2 separate regions of the Triticum aestivum genome follow, and region 2 is linked to region 1. The links are chromatin contacts, called in public Hi-C maps. All regions are on one chromosome and are shown on one strand. The core of a region is the stretch at or near the end of the contact, and the rest is flanking DNA. Distances in the headings are between cores, read along the strand shown. Region 1 holds the start of LOC123093455 (ubiquitin carboxyl-terminal hydrolase 3). Region 2 holds the start of LOC123093458.

Region 1 (6,393 bases), core at 562-3,061:
TGAGCATCCTGTAAAACACAATAGTATAGCAGTCATGGTCAATTGGGATGATTGAGATGCCATAACACGCTAGTAAATGTGTCATCATCACGTAATGTATTACTTGATGCATATAGCTGCGGAAAAGCTCATTCTGTTTCTTCAGTCGTTGAATAAAACGCTTTGGAGCAATAACGCCTGTTTTCTTCTTCTGATTGCTGATCTGTGTGCACAGAGGAAGATGACAATTATATTTTGCAATGTTGATCCAGCATAGCTACTATTATCAAATCATACAACTGAAACTAGTAAAAGGCCTCCACATAAAGGGCACTACCCAATGAACATTGATGTTCAGACTAAAAGATAAACAACGAAGGCAATTGACTAGCACCTATGTATCATCTCACTACAGAGTTAAACACAAACAAACCCTGAAACCATAGAGATCAACCAAGACAGTAGCAAGTGCTATCCTGTGAATGTTCTCCATTTAACATGCATTATAGTTATAATCACTTCCAGGTTTATCAATTAATTACAAAGGCTCCTGGGGTTGCTCCACAGTCCAAATTCTTGAATTTGACACTAGCAACACTCCAGGGGGGTTACTAGATACTGCCAAATGCAGAATTCTTCAAGAAACACACGCATTACACTACAGGCCACTGATGAGGAACCCCTCAATGAACCAGAGAAAATCCCATGTCATTCAGGGGATATGCGATAAAGTGCCAGTTCAGATTTTATGCTTACATGTGATTTCTGATTTGTATATGACGCAGCAAATGGAACTTAAGGAAACTGAGGCAGAGGAAACAATTTCAACAATAGATAGCTGCAGTGGTACCTGAGAGAAGAGGTCAGCTAAGCAGGTTAACATGTTCTCTTCGCCATCGCTGGCGCTTTTATTGTTAGCATAGTACTCCAGTAATTGCTCGCGGAAAGGAACACAGAAGTAAAGTGCCTGTAATAGAATCACAAAACAATTTAGCCAATCCCATGAGGAATATAAATCGAGAAAACATATTATCCTCTCTCTCGCAACAATGTTTCTGATGAGAACACCTCCATCCATACAGGGCAAAACTCACACGCAGTCTATGCAGAAGCGCTGAGCGCCCCCAATCCCCCATTGTCAAAATTTTAACATTAAAAATGCAACCTCGCGGTTCAAAGTTCGAACACACATAATCGAAACAGGAACAACATCTCATCATCCATCAGGCCAACCCCAAGAGTGAGTTTCTCCATGCAAGGGGCGCTGACTGGACTCTGAACCTCACTACTCGCTCCGCGGCCTGCGCTCACCCCGCACACAAATCTACCCCGACATCGCAAGATCGAATTCAAGGCTCCGCGATCCGACGGAAAACCGCGCCCCTCCCGACGCGGGGGACGCATTGAACAGGACGAATCAATCGCGCGCGCACCGCCCTTGGGGGCGAAGGAAACGAGGCGCCCGCGCGCACGCGACGATCTCGGTTTTGGGGGCAGGGCGTCCGTACCTGGAGGACGCTGTTGCAGTAGCAGGTGTTGCCGAAGTTCTCGAGGCCGAAGTATCGCTCGCCCTCGGGGAACTGCTCGCCCAGCGCCTTCTCCAGCCTCGAGCTCGCCGCGCCCATCACCGCCCAACTCCCATTTGCCCGCCCGCGCTGCACGGCGACGGATCGGCCTCACCGCCGGCTCGTCTCGGCGATGCGGTGCGGTGCGGTGCGACGCGGGCCAGTACCGACTTGGGGATCGGTGGGCGGGGGGTTGGAGCAGGAGGAAGAAATCGGACGGATGGATGGTTTGGAGGAAACGGGCGAAATAAAAAGGCGTCCGCGTGACTGTGCGTGCCGCTGGGGTGGTAGTAGAGGAAGAACGGAAGGACTCGTCAAATCGGTGCGGCCGCCTGCGCTGCGCTGGTGGAGGTGGACGCTGCCGGCCGGTCCGGTGCGATATCTGCGACCGACCGTGTCTATCTTGATTCGACGGTCTGGATCGATCCAGGAGCGTGGGATCGGCCACTGCTGGCAGAGAATGACAGGCTCCCCCCTTGCGCTGCAGAACGGACCGACCGCCACGCCGTTAAAAATCCTTACGTGACGTTTTGTCTAACTTTCAGGATTATATGTATATTCCCTTCTTCGTAATGTAAGACATTTTTTAACACTAGAGAAAGTACAAGACGTTTTAAATCACCACTGACTGAACGGTGGATTTCATAACCTGCAGGCATGATGAAAATTAATGTTGATGGAGCTTCTGAGCATAGTGGCCACAAAGGAGCAGCGGCTGCAATTTGTAGAGACCACACGGCAGCCTACCTTGGATCCTTAACGGTAGTTTTCAATAGTATTGCCGATCCTACTACACTTGAAACATTTGCATGTCAGGAAGCTCTGTCAGTTGCTGAAGATCTTGGACTACGCAACATTTGTGTTGCATCATATTTCCAAGGTGTTATCCAAGACGATATTCGGGGCTTGGACGGCCCTCATGGAGCGATCATAGCGGAAATAGGACGTTGCAGGACTTTATTTCAGTCTTGTAATTTCATTATTGAGTGTAGGAAGTTTAATTTTGAAGCTCGCAATCTTGCCAAATATGCTACCTCTATAGATAGTGGTCGTCATATTTGGTTCGGTCACCCCATGATCCGGCTATTGTACCTATGAACATTGCTTTGAGTTAATCAAGATGGCGAGATTTCCCCAAAAAACTAGCACATCATTTTTTTCCTCTCCGAAAGGGTCGATAGCCAATGGCGTGGGCTTGTGTCTCTTTTGTGCTCGGTCGTAGATTTCTTCAGTTCATTGAGATAAATCTCGGAAGACATGATTAGTATTTTATTTATTTATTTTGATTTAAAGAGAAAACAGTAAGATAATAGCAATGAACAAATTAAACTATATGCAAGCAGGTAGGTAATGACTAAGTGTTAGGCTCCCCGGCAAAGGGCCAGAAAATACTTGATGACCTGCAAAAGCACAAGCTGTTGTAGTACAGTCCTATTTCCTTGAGCATAATTTTGGAATTGGATAAATAGGGACTGATTATAGTAAGCGGGTAAAAATCTTCCTTTCAAAAGACTTTTCATTTACCGCCAAGTTCTCACACAAGGTTCTCCCCTTAGCCTGCGTTCTTCTTGAACACGATGCCACCATGCACCGGCTCCTCCTTCCAGCTTGTACGCGACCAAAGGAACTCTACAATCTTTCGGAACCTCCATGACCTCAAAGAAAGTCTCCATTTCATATAACCAATCAATGCACCCTTCAATATCAATATTTACATTAAAAGTGGGGATCTCAACTTTCACCATGTATATATCCCTTACATATGTACGGTTTGGTACTCTCCGATATGCATAGAGATTAGGTTCTTCAAGGGCATCATCATATTCTTCACCTTCGGAAGTTTTAACATAAATTAGCCTTTTTGAAGTACAATGAATTGCATGTTGTTGTGGTAGTCTTGCTCCAAGATTACCTCCCCTTCTTCGTCGTTGAATATCATCTTCTTCTTTAGATGAATATTCTTCACTAGCAGCAGGAGAACACCCTTTATCATCATCTCAAACAGCTAGTCAAATCTCTGATTAAGATCTTCACACAGCTCTTTGATTTGTCATTCTGCAACATCCATCCTCTTCTCCAATTGTTTCATTGCTTGTTGTACCTCACTCTCAAAGAGAGCAACAAGAACTAGTATGGATCAACGGGGCTCTGATACCACCTGAAGCAGCACAAGGTTGTGGAGGAACAACTTGTAGCGACCCGACCTCAAACGGTCAAGTCTCTGTGCCTCAGTGTCATCCCTCGATCAGTAATACTGACACGCACAGTACTCGAAGGATTTATAACAGAGTAGCAATCACACACTTATTACATCGAATGTCTCAAAAGAGAACTTATTACAATAATATGGCTTAAGGCCATCTAATGCGATAACAACGGAAGGCTTGGAAGATAAAGTGAGTCCATCAACTCTAATGACATAGCCGAGCTGCATGGCAACGACCTAACGAACCTTACTCCTCGTCTGAAAAGTCTGCAACATAATACGTTGCAGCCCGAAAACGGGTCAGCACATGTAATATGCTGGTAATATAACACAGTAGAGCAAGAACAGAATAATGCTATCACTACATGCATATTTGGCTGGTGGAAAGCTCTATGGTTATAGTTTTGCGAAAAGCAAATTTTTCCCTACAACAAAGGAATAATTTTATTTAACTATCATGGTGGTTGAAACATTGAGAAGGTATAACCCCAACTCAATCCCAAATTAAAGTAATTATCAACCAAACAATATTAATTATGAGTGATGAGATACATGTGATAACCCAAGTACTAGATACTCAAGATTGTCCATAACCGGGGACACGGCTAACCACGATTAGATTGTACATTCTGCAGAGGTTTGCGCACTTTTCCCCACAAGACTCGATCGCTTCCGTTGGATTTCTCGCACTGCACGGTGTTTGAGAAACGGATGACCGAGACATAGTCTTTCAGAAACATTAACTCCCTACTCCGGGTAGACCATACCAAACCTACAAAACCCACTACTTGCTGATCTACCTCTTCAAGAGCTTCACGTAACTTACTCAACTATGCTAGAGCCCATAGTAGCTTGTTGCTGCACACGGAAGTTTCTAGCATGAATCATCTCAGTTTCCTTTAAGCCTGGGTGGCGGTCCATAGGAAGATCACACAGATACCCCAGGATTTCCAAAAAAAAATACAGACAACACTGGGTTCCCCAGGTGCCTCAATCCACCCAGATGTGTATTAAAGTTGCCACCTTAAGTTGAACCATTAATTAAGAATCTCACATCTGTCATGGATACACTCAAACCCAATCCACGTCTACGAGCATAGCATAGTAATATAAGCATAACGTAGAAGTAACTCCCAAGGGTTTGATAATAAGCAGGGCAATAGGTTCTACCTCATCAACTACTTCCCAATACCCTCAAGTTAAAGACATCCTAATCATGCATTGTTTGAGGATTGAACTAATGCAATGAAAACTGGGTATGAAAAGAGTATGATCAATGTGTTACTTGCCTTACTGACGATCCGTGAATCTTAGAGACTCGTAGTAACACGCTTCGCACTCTGGGGATTCTATCACAAACAAACAATAGCATACATAAGAAACTAGCAAAGATGCACGAGCAAAACTTCAAATAAAAGAGATTGACCAGAAAGTTCAACTTAAGAACTCCGGTTTGCAAAAAAATCAAATCAAACGGAGCAACGAAACTCAAACGGCAAAAGAAACAAGATCCGTTTACTAATATGGACTAAAGTCAATTTTTATAGTATCAAAATCTTGTTTAAGTTGATTAAACAGAAAGAGGGTCTCGAGGCGAAACTCTAGGCGTTTGAATCACCTGATTCCGACTAACGAGCGAAAAGATAAATAGAAACTAAGATCGGATCAGAAATCGTGACTGAAAATAATCGCAGATAAATCCGATAAAAGAAAACTGACGAACAGGCTAACGAACGAGCGTTCGTTATCTGTAACTAATGGAAGAAAACCGTGCATTTAAACGAACGTACGGATGAACGTCCGCTAATTAAAACAATCGAGAAAACCGGCGAACCGATCTAAAAAAATGAACTAGGGCTTCTAAAAAAACCGAACGGTTTTAAAAAAATGGCGGCTCGGATCCGGCGCGGTACCTCCGGCGCGGTGGCTCCGGCGAGGCGGGGTTGGGCGGCGGGGCGGCGGGGCTCGGCGGCGGCGCGGGCGACAAGCGGCGGTGGCGGCGAGGCGCGGTGGCGGCGGTTGGCGCGGGCGGCGGCAGCGGCGGCTCGGGAGGCGACGGCTGCGGCTCAGTGGTGGTGGTGGTGGTGATTTGGGGCGGCGGGGTGGCGGCTTATAAAGAGGGGGGGCTTGGAGGAGGGGGCATGGCGCGGCGGCGAGAGGAGTCCCTCGTCCGAGTCAGCGGTGGTGGCGCGGCTGCGGCTGCGCGGGGAGTTGGGCTGGCCCGGCTGGGTTTCGGCCCAGTCGATGCCCGAAGTTTTTTTTTAAAATAATTTTGCCGACGGAAATAAAATCCTAGAAAATAAAATAAAAACCTAAAAATGCCAAAACAAATTTTCATCGTCTTAATAAAATATTTAGAACGAGATGAACATTTTCTTGGCCCTTAAAATGCAATCTTAAAAACGTGCAATTTTTCTAATGCAAAAAAATCCAAATAGACTCAAATAAAATCAAACAAATGATTCTAACATTTTTCCTCCAATATTTCAATTGTTTTGGAGAAGTCATATTATCTCCTCTCATGTATTTTTATAAGAAATATTTTTCGGAGAGAAAAATAATTAAAATCAAAATCCTCGTTTCACTATTTGATAGGAATCAAATATGAAAACTGGTAAATCCCCAACTCTCTCCGAGGGTCCT
Region 2 (6,692 bases), core at 3,970-6,469, 400 kb after region 1:
CGGCACACCGAATACCCAGTCGAGGACATTCAGGTACTTGGACCGGAAAACCTCCCTTTCCTGGGCATAGCAGTGCATAATGATCGAGGTGGCCATGCTGAAAACCACTACATCAGCTCGCTTGATCTGCAATATTGGAGGGCAGAGTCCGGCGTCGGTCATGCATGTGAAGAAACTCTCGATGGCTCTGGCAAGGCAGTACAGGGATATCTCGGTTCTCCTGCTTTTCTTCTCGATAAACAGTGCCAGACCCGCCGGGAACTGCCACATCAAAGCAAGTTAGTATCTCAGAGATGGTTAACTGGACTACGCTTAGTCCATGCGGTGCGGTAAACTGTGTGTCTTCACTTACCGTGCCAAGTACAACGAGTGGAGTACTGCACTTCTCGAAGGTTCTAAAAAGGAAGCATGTCCAAGCCCTAAAATAGAGAAAGAAACAGCATGAATTGCTGTGCCAACAAGGGAGGTTGGCGCTACATCCACATTCTTGATACGACAAGTTAGGGGTTAAAATAAAAAGAACTCACCATGCAGATGCGCAATACATTGAGAGGAACAGGCTAGATCTTGCTGTTCCTAGAAGACTCTTGCCCATTATTGTGTAAGGCCTGCATGTTGTGAGGTCTTCAGCACACTTAATGTTGTAGACACATGTTAGGTGTATCCAGCTATGCTAGAGTTGTACCCAATAAGGAGTCGTTGTCCTAGGGGTGAAGTTATGTTTTTGCAAAAACTGCAGAAGGCAGCATGACAGCTCCCGTAGAATGCAAATAGATAACATACCACGAAGAGCACTCGTTTTTTCAATCTAGATAGGACATAAATTTTTACGCTTTGATACTTACACGAAGCACAATTACCCTGAGGACATCAAGCCCAATTAATGCAGGGCCTGCATGTTTTTTGGCAGCAAAAAAAAAGCGCTCTTCACAAATATGAGCAACGTAACATGTCAGTTTGCTTGATACAGTTGTGTACCTTTTCATCAGATCCTGCCGATGAACTACAAGTGCAGGGACTAGGTAGACTGGAATATAGACAGGAACTGCTCTTCCATATGCTTGTAACAAGAACGAAATAAAATGTCCTGCACATGATTGATTACCATGCACAATCTGGTTTGAAGAGAGAAGAGATTAGATGAAGGAAAAGGTTTAGATTAACAGAAGGAATAAAAACAACAAATGGTAGGAATTAACAAGGAAAACTTCAACAATTATTCACAGCAAAATGTTATACCTGAATGCTTGATAGGATACTATAGTATATTAATGTGATGCAATCATGCGACACAACATGTTATAAACAAAGGAAATTTTGACAGTTATTCACAAATTTGTAGTACTTACTGAGCAGGGCACTTTCATGTCTGGATCCAACTTTATGTCAACACCAACAGATTTGTAGTACTTCTCAATAGCCTCTAGGTTAGAGAAAGCAGTGTGGTTAACTACTTCCTTCAAGCCTTGCAGAATAGACTGATCCTTTCCACCATGCATCTTCAGAAATGATTTATATGATGACGGCAAACTGTCCTGCTGTAGAATGTATGCAGATCTGCGGAATCAACAATATAGGCAAAACTCACTATTCCCACATCCTATTGAATGTATACCGCAAAATATATATAACAAAATACTCACCAATCACTGGTGCATGATGCCTATATGTTTTAATAATGTAACAAATGGTTGAAGTTATTTCAAACAAGATAACATGGGAAATGCCCTTGAATCTACAAATGTATCACATTCTTACATTTATATTCCAGTCCCTGTAATGCACTCTATGATTCCATGTCTCAAATATTTGGACTCGCAAAGCAATTACAGTCCAACAAACACATTCCTTTTACACATTTTCTCAAAACTGACCCTATTGTTGACTTGTGACTTTTGCCTAACATCAAAATATTGTCTGCTCATTTGAATTGAATACGATGCATTCCAATGAGACATTAGTGAACAACATGAAAGATAAAGCATTGCCTTCTAGGTTTACATGCTATTTTTTTATGATATAAATAAATAGCACATCATCTCAAATTTCACTGAAGAATGACACAACTGTTACGGATCAAATGTAGCTGCTATTTTTGTTAACAAAGTAGCCCTTATGTGTCACAAACAAGGTATCTCAAGAGGATTTTGAAAATTCAGAGAAGTTGTCCGTACTACTTTGTAATGCCATGTGCAAATAATATTTCCAGAAGTTAACATACAATGGTTCAAAAATCTGTTATGTGACCCTTTTTTACAATAATCAGTACTTGACCTGCATAAATTTGAAATGCTATACTAGTTTCAAGCGTTGGGTGTAGCGCAATAGGGCCATCAGACCCAAATAACTCCATACACTGCATATCAGTGTATATTAACAGGGCTAAGCGATCTCTGTACATAATACAGTAATAACATTGGCATATACGAAAACGCATACGAATTCTGTCAATGGAACTTACAAAATTTGTGCAGATGAAAGGCACATAAGGAAGACATCACCATGTGACCAGGTCAAAGGTTTGCAAATCTTTCCAAATCTTTTGCTCTTTATTCCACAACGGGATGCAAGCACCGCAGCACGCATGAGAATGTATATTGCCAAACTGGTATGCTGCGTGCCTGGCCCCGTCAAGAGCATAGAAGGACCAGCAATTAACCCAGATAATAATGACCTCCACCTTGCTGTTCTGAAGCAACAAGAGTATTGAGTTATATACTATCCCAAAACAAACTCATACATTAAAGAAGGACAGTGTGGAAGATAGAATGGGACAGAAAACAAATTGCATTCTGTGATATAACCAAAGTTTAAATGTGTAATGCGTTTTGTAGCGGCCAACCCCCTTCATAACTTTGTAACGCTTATGTCGTATTGTAAGGCGACTTCATAGGCACAGCCTGGGAGTCCATTCAGTGGTTTCATGGCATGTGTGTAGAAACCTGACTAAAGTCACTGAAAATTGGAAATGTGGGATATTTTCTTCTTTTTTAATTATTGGAAAACAAAATAAAACCAAGTTTGCGACTTTTTGTTTGCAGGATTCAAAAGTGAAGTTTGAAAGTTCTAGGTTGCAGTATCCCAAGGGAAGTTTCGAAGTCCAAAATCATCCAAGCAACATTTTATGTTAGAAAGGGGAATGAAAGAAGACCTTGCTATGGTCCTTTCGGAAGCCGTATTGATTCATCATAACGATGATGATTTAAGTTCAGACAGACTCACTATACACTATTGAGATTGCGCTCAGGTGGTTGTAAGGATCTTATTTTGGGTTAGCAAGCAACATTATATCTCCAGATCACGCAGAGTTGCATCATTTGGTATTTCCTAGCGTCAATGGAAGTCCAAGATTAGAATTTAGCAGTCAAATATTACAAATCTGTTTTGACGATACCTCAGAGTTGCAAAATGTTGGTCACTGATCAGTACCAATCTAATACTACCTCCGTTCGGGTTTATTAGGTCCGCTTATATTTTGGGTTAAACTTTGACCATCGATTTGATTTGCAAAATAAAAGTGATACTTATAAAAATTATATTGTTGGATTCGTATTTGAAAGAAGTTTTCAGTGATACTCCCTCTCTCTCAGTTTACAGGGCGTGCGCGTACCCCTAGATCGTCAATTTGACCAACGTAATACAAGTCATATATTACAAAAAGTATACCGATATAAACTTCAGATGTTCTATTTTCAAAAGGTATAATTTTTGTGTTATATAGTTTATATTAGGGTGATAAAATTGGCAACCTAAGCATACGTGCAGGACTTGTGAACTGAAACGGAGGGAGTACCATTTTTCCTACATATAACTCATATTTTATTCTGCAAATGTATAGTCAAACTTTGGCTCAAAATGTGAGGGAGGCTAATAAACCCGGATGGAGGAAGTAAAAACGAGCAATCATAGATTAAAGTAGCAAAAAAAACATCGTTTCCACACTGTAATCATTTGCAAACTGCAAGAGGTTGATCCCCAGGCCCTGACCAAAAATAAGCAAGCTTTGCTTGCAATTGACGGTACCAAAAAACAAAGAAGAATTTCTATGGCAATACACCTAATCCACATCAAAGCACATCTCCTTGAAAATATGAGCAGTCAGTAACAAGACATATACTACTGCTCTTCCTCCTGTCCTTCAAGAGTCTGCTCACACACTGTTTTTACACGCAACTCAGCAAAGACGGAGGCAATTATTACTTCAAATCAAGGAATCGCCCACCATCTTTGTTACAGCCAAATCGATGGCCCTTGCTATAAATAGGACAGGGAGGAACTGGCTGGTAGTAGTAGTAGTAGTACTTAACTGACAGCGGGGTGTGAGAGATACTGAGACGGCTGACCTTTTGCGGCCCCAGAGGGCGGCGATGCACTCGTCGACGGAGACGTAGGCGCCGGCGAAGGTGCCGAGGAACATGCCGTACCTGAGCGTCTCCTTGAGCGCCAGGAGCGCCGCCTCGTCGTTGGTCATCGCGCCCGCCTTCCTACACGCAGCACGCCACACGGGTTACAACTTGCAACGCAACAAGAAGCCGCGAGCGACGGCACGGATCAGCCGAGCTTTTGCCTGCAGCGGAGCCGCGAGCGGCGGCAGCAGGGATCAGCAGAGCCGCGTGCGGGGGAGAGCGGCGAGCGCCCACCTCGATCTGGGGGAGCGGCGGCTGCGGAGGCGGACGAGGAGGGAGAAGAGCGCGAGGCCGCCCTTGAGCCCGGCGCCGATGGCGAAGCCCTTGGTGGCGGCCCCCACGCAGCGGCGGAGCCAGCGGAGGTCGTCGCCATCCCCCGCGCACCGCCGGAGCCACCGGAGCTCGCCCTCCGGGGCCGAGGGCGGGGGCTTCTCCGGCGCGGGCGCGCAATGGAGCTCCTCCAGCGAGGCGGGGGCCATGGATGAGCGGGAGATGGGGATCCACCCCCTCGCGCTCGCAGCCGCAGCGGAGCGGAGGAGACAGGAAGCCGTGCTCCGGGCGGCCTGCCTGCGTGCGTGCGTGGGCAACGTGTGTCAATGTGGGGACTAGACGAGGGAGGAATAGTAGGCCGCGGCTGCTTCTGGACTACTTTGGGGGCTCCGACGGTCCGACCAGGCGCGACCCATTCTACGTATACACAGCTAGCTCTGCGCTGCATCTGCAGGAGAACTGCTGCATGTGCTGGCTGGACCTGCAGCCGCTCCGGCCATCACTGGTTTAAGGCTGCGTGTACTACTACGCATGATTGATCTGGCTCTAGGGCGGTGCTTCATTATGGTGCCAGATGCGTAATGGGTGGATGGATGATGATTGATGGGTTTCCCCTCTCTTGGTGGGCAGGCTACAGTTGTGTGTGTGTGCGGAAAATACGATGGTTAATCATCTCCTCGGACATCACATCGACCATGTACTTGTACTAGAGCTGCGACAGTTAATTTGGATCGGACGGAGTAGCAGGTATTAGTGTTACACGCGGCGGTAGTTCTACACTGACATGTTTCAGCCTACTGAAAATAGCAGTGGAAAATCAAACACCCATGGCCGGCGAGAGGCAACAAACCACGGTCTGGTCATCGGACCACTCGCTCGGAGCGAGTGACCGGCCAGAGAGCGGGAGTTGTGCACGCAACAGCCGACACGCACGCGCACGCCCCCGTCGTGTCCAGTTACACGTCCGCGTCCGACCCATTACCAAACCGGTGGCAACTGGCAACCGCGACGGACGGACCGCGCGTTGATCCTTTCCATGCGATGCCCCATGTTTCGGGAAAGCAACACTGAGCCGATGGCATCCACGCGTGTCGCACTCAAACCGTTCTCGTTTCCACTCTAGTCTGCACCAACAGACTCGTGGCCTGAGAGCGGCGTGGCATCGCTATCGCGCAGAGGCGTCAAAACGCTCTGGAAACGAGAGAATTTTCCTTAGGGCGACGTGTCTATGTTGCTCCTTCTTCTCTACTTGCTCGTTTGGACACTTGTAGCTGGACGGCGCGGCCCAAAGTTTATTTGGCTGGGTGTTTGGCTTGGGGTTTTGTCCTGGCATCTTCCGGTTCACGTCACAGCAAGAAAACATACTGACCAAAGCAACAAAACAGCAGCACTGCAAACCATGCTCGGGGACAAAATACAAATGGATGCGACATTCACCACTGCAGGTTTCGACACCTACAGCTGCATCAAAACCACGCGATCATGTTGGTACCTATCACATGTCCCTCCCAACAAAACCAAGGTCGGCACTAGGTTAAAAACCTCATGGGAATCCAAGCTTAACTAGTTTAATTTCAGGCAACTAACTGGACGGTTTCAGTTTCATAATCCAGATACATTTTCCTCCAGGATTGGATATACTGTACAAGGAGTCACTAGAGCTAGACAACCAAGAGACCAACAAAAAAACTCAAACCATAATGGACAAGGTAATTTAGTCACTATCATCTATCTGGTGAGCCTAACAAACAAATCAGAGAGGTAATTTACAAGAACAAACGCCACTTGGTTACGACCTAGAAATAGCCAGGCAACGGCGGCATGTCATCGTCCCAGAGCTCTTTGAATTCACTCATCAAAAAGCCTTCATCCATCTCCGTCGACTCCTCAAGCATACTTTCTTCCACAGGCTGTGCCACATTAGCAACAAAAGAATTGAGTAAGCATCCCATTAAGAAAACAGAGCAAAACTCCCATTTCTTTTTTTCACCCCCAAACTCTTAAATCGGCAAAATC

What was found. Hi-C and Micro-C count contacts between places; a contact is called where the count stands out from the background.
Region 2: a contact with region 1 is called in a Hi-C map of leaf, with 5 times the contacts expected there. The contact joins the promoter of LOC123093458 here to the promoter of LOC123093455 in region 1. A contact is called at or near these places in 3 of 5 Hi-C or Micro-C datasets (all in leaf).

The regions. Positions count from the first base shown.
Region 1 is chr4B:593,855,140-593,861,532 of IWGSC CS RefSeq v2.1, forward strand. LOC123093455 (ubiquitin carboxyl-terminal hydrolase 3) reads right to left here and starts at 1,812. Exons shown (of 6, transcript XM_044515427.1): 1 at 1,488-1,812; 2 at 830-946; 3 at 104-202; 4 at 1-8. The coding sequence starts at 1,604.
Region 2 is chr4B:594,251,208-594,257,899 of IWGSC CS RefSeq v2.1, forward strand. It overlaps LOC123093458, which reads right to left and starts at 5,220. Exons shown (of 8, transcript XM_044515432.1): 1 at 4,641-5,220; 2 at 4,344-4,484; 3 at 2,462-2,689; 4 at 1,350-1,557; 5 at 979-1,115; 6 at 528-608; 7 at 353-419; 8 at 1-261. The coding sequence starts at 4,885. LOC123093456 (calmodulin-binding transcription activator 3) reads right to left here. Exons shown (of 13, transcript XM_044515430.1): 13 at 6,225-6,586. The coding sequence ends at 6,473.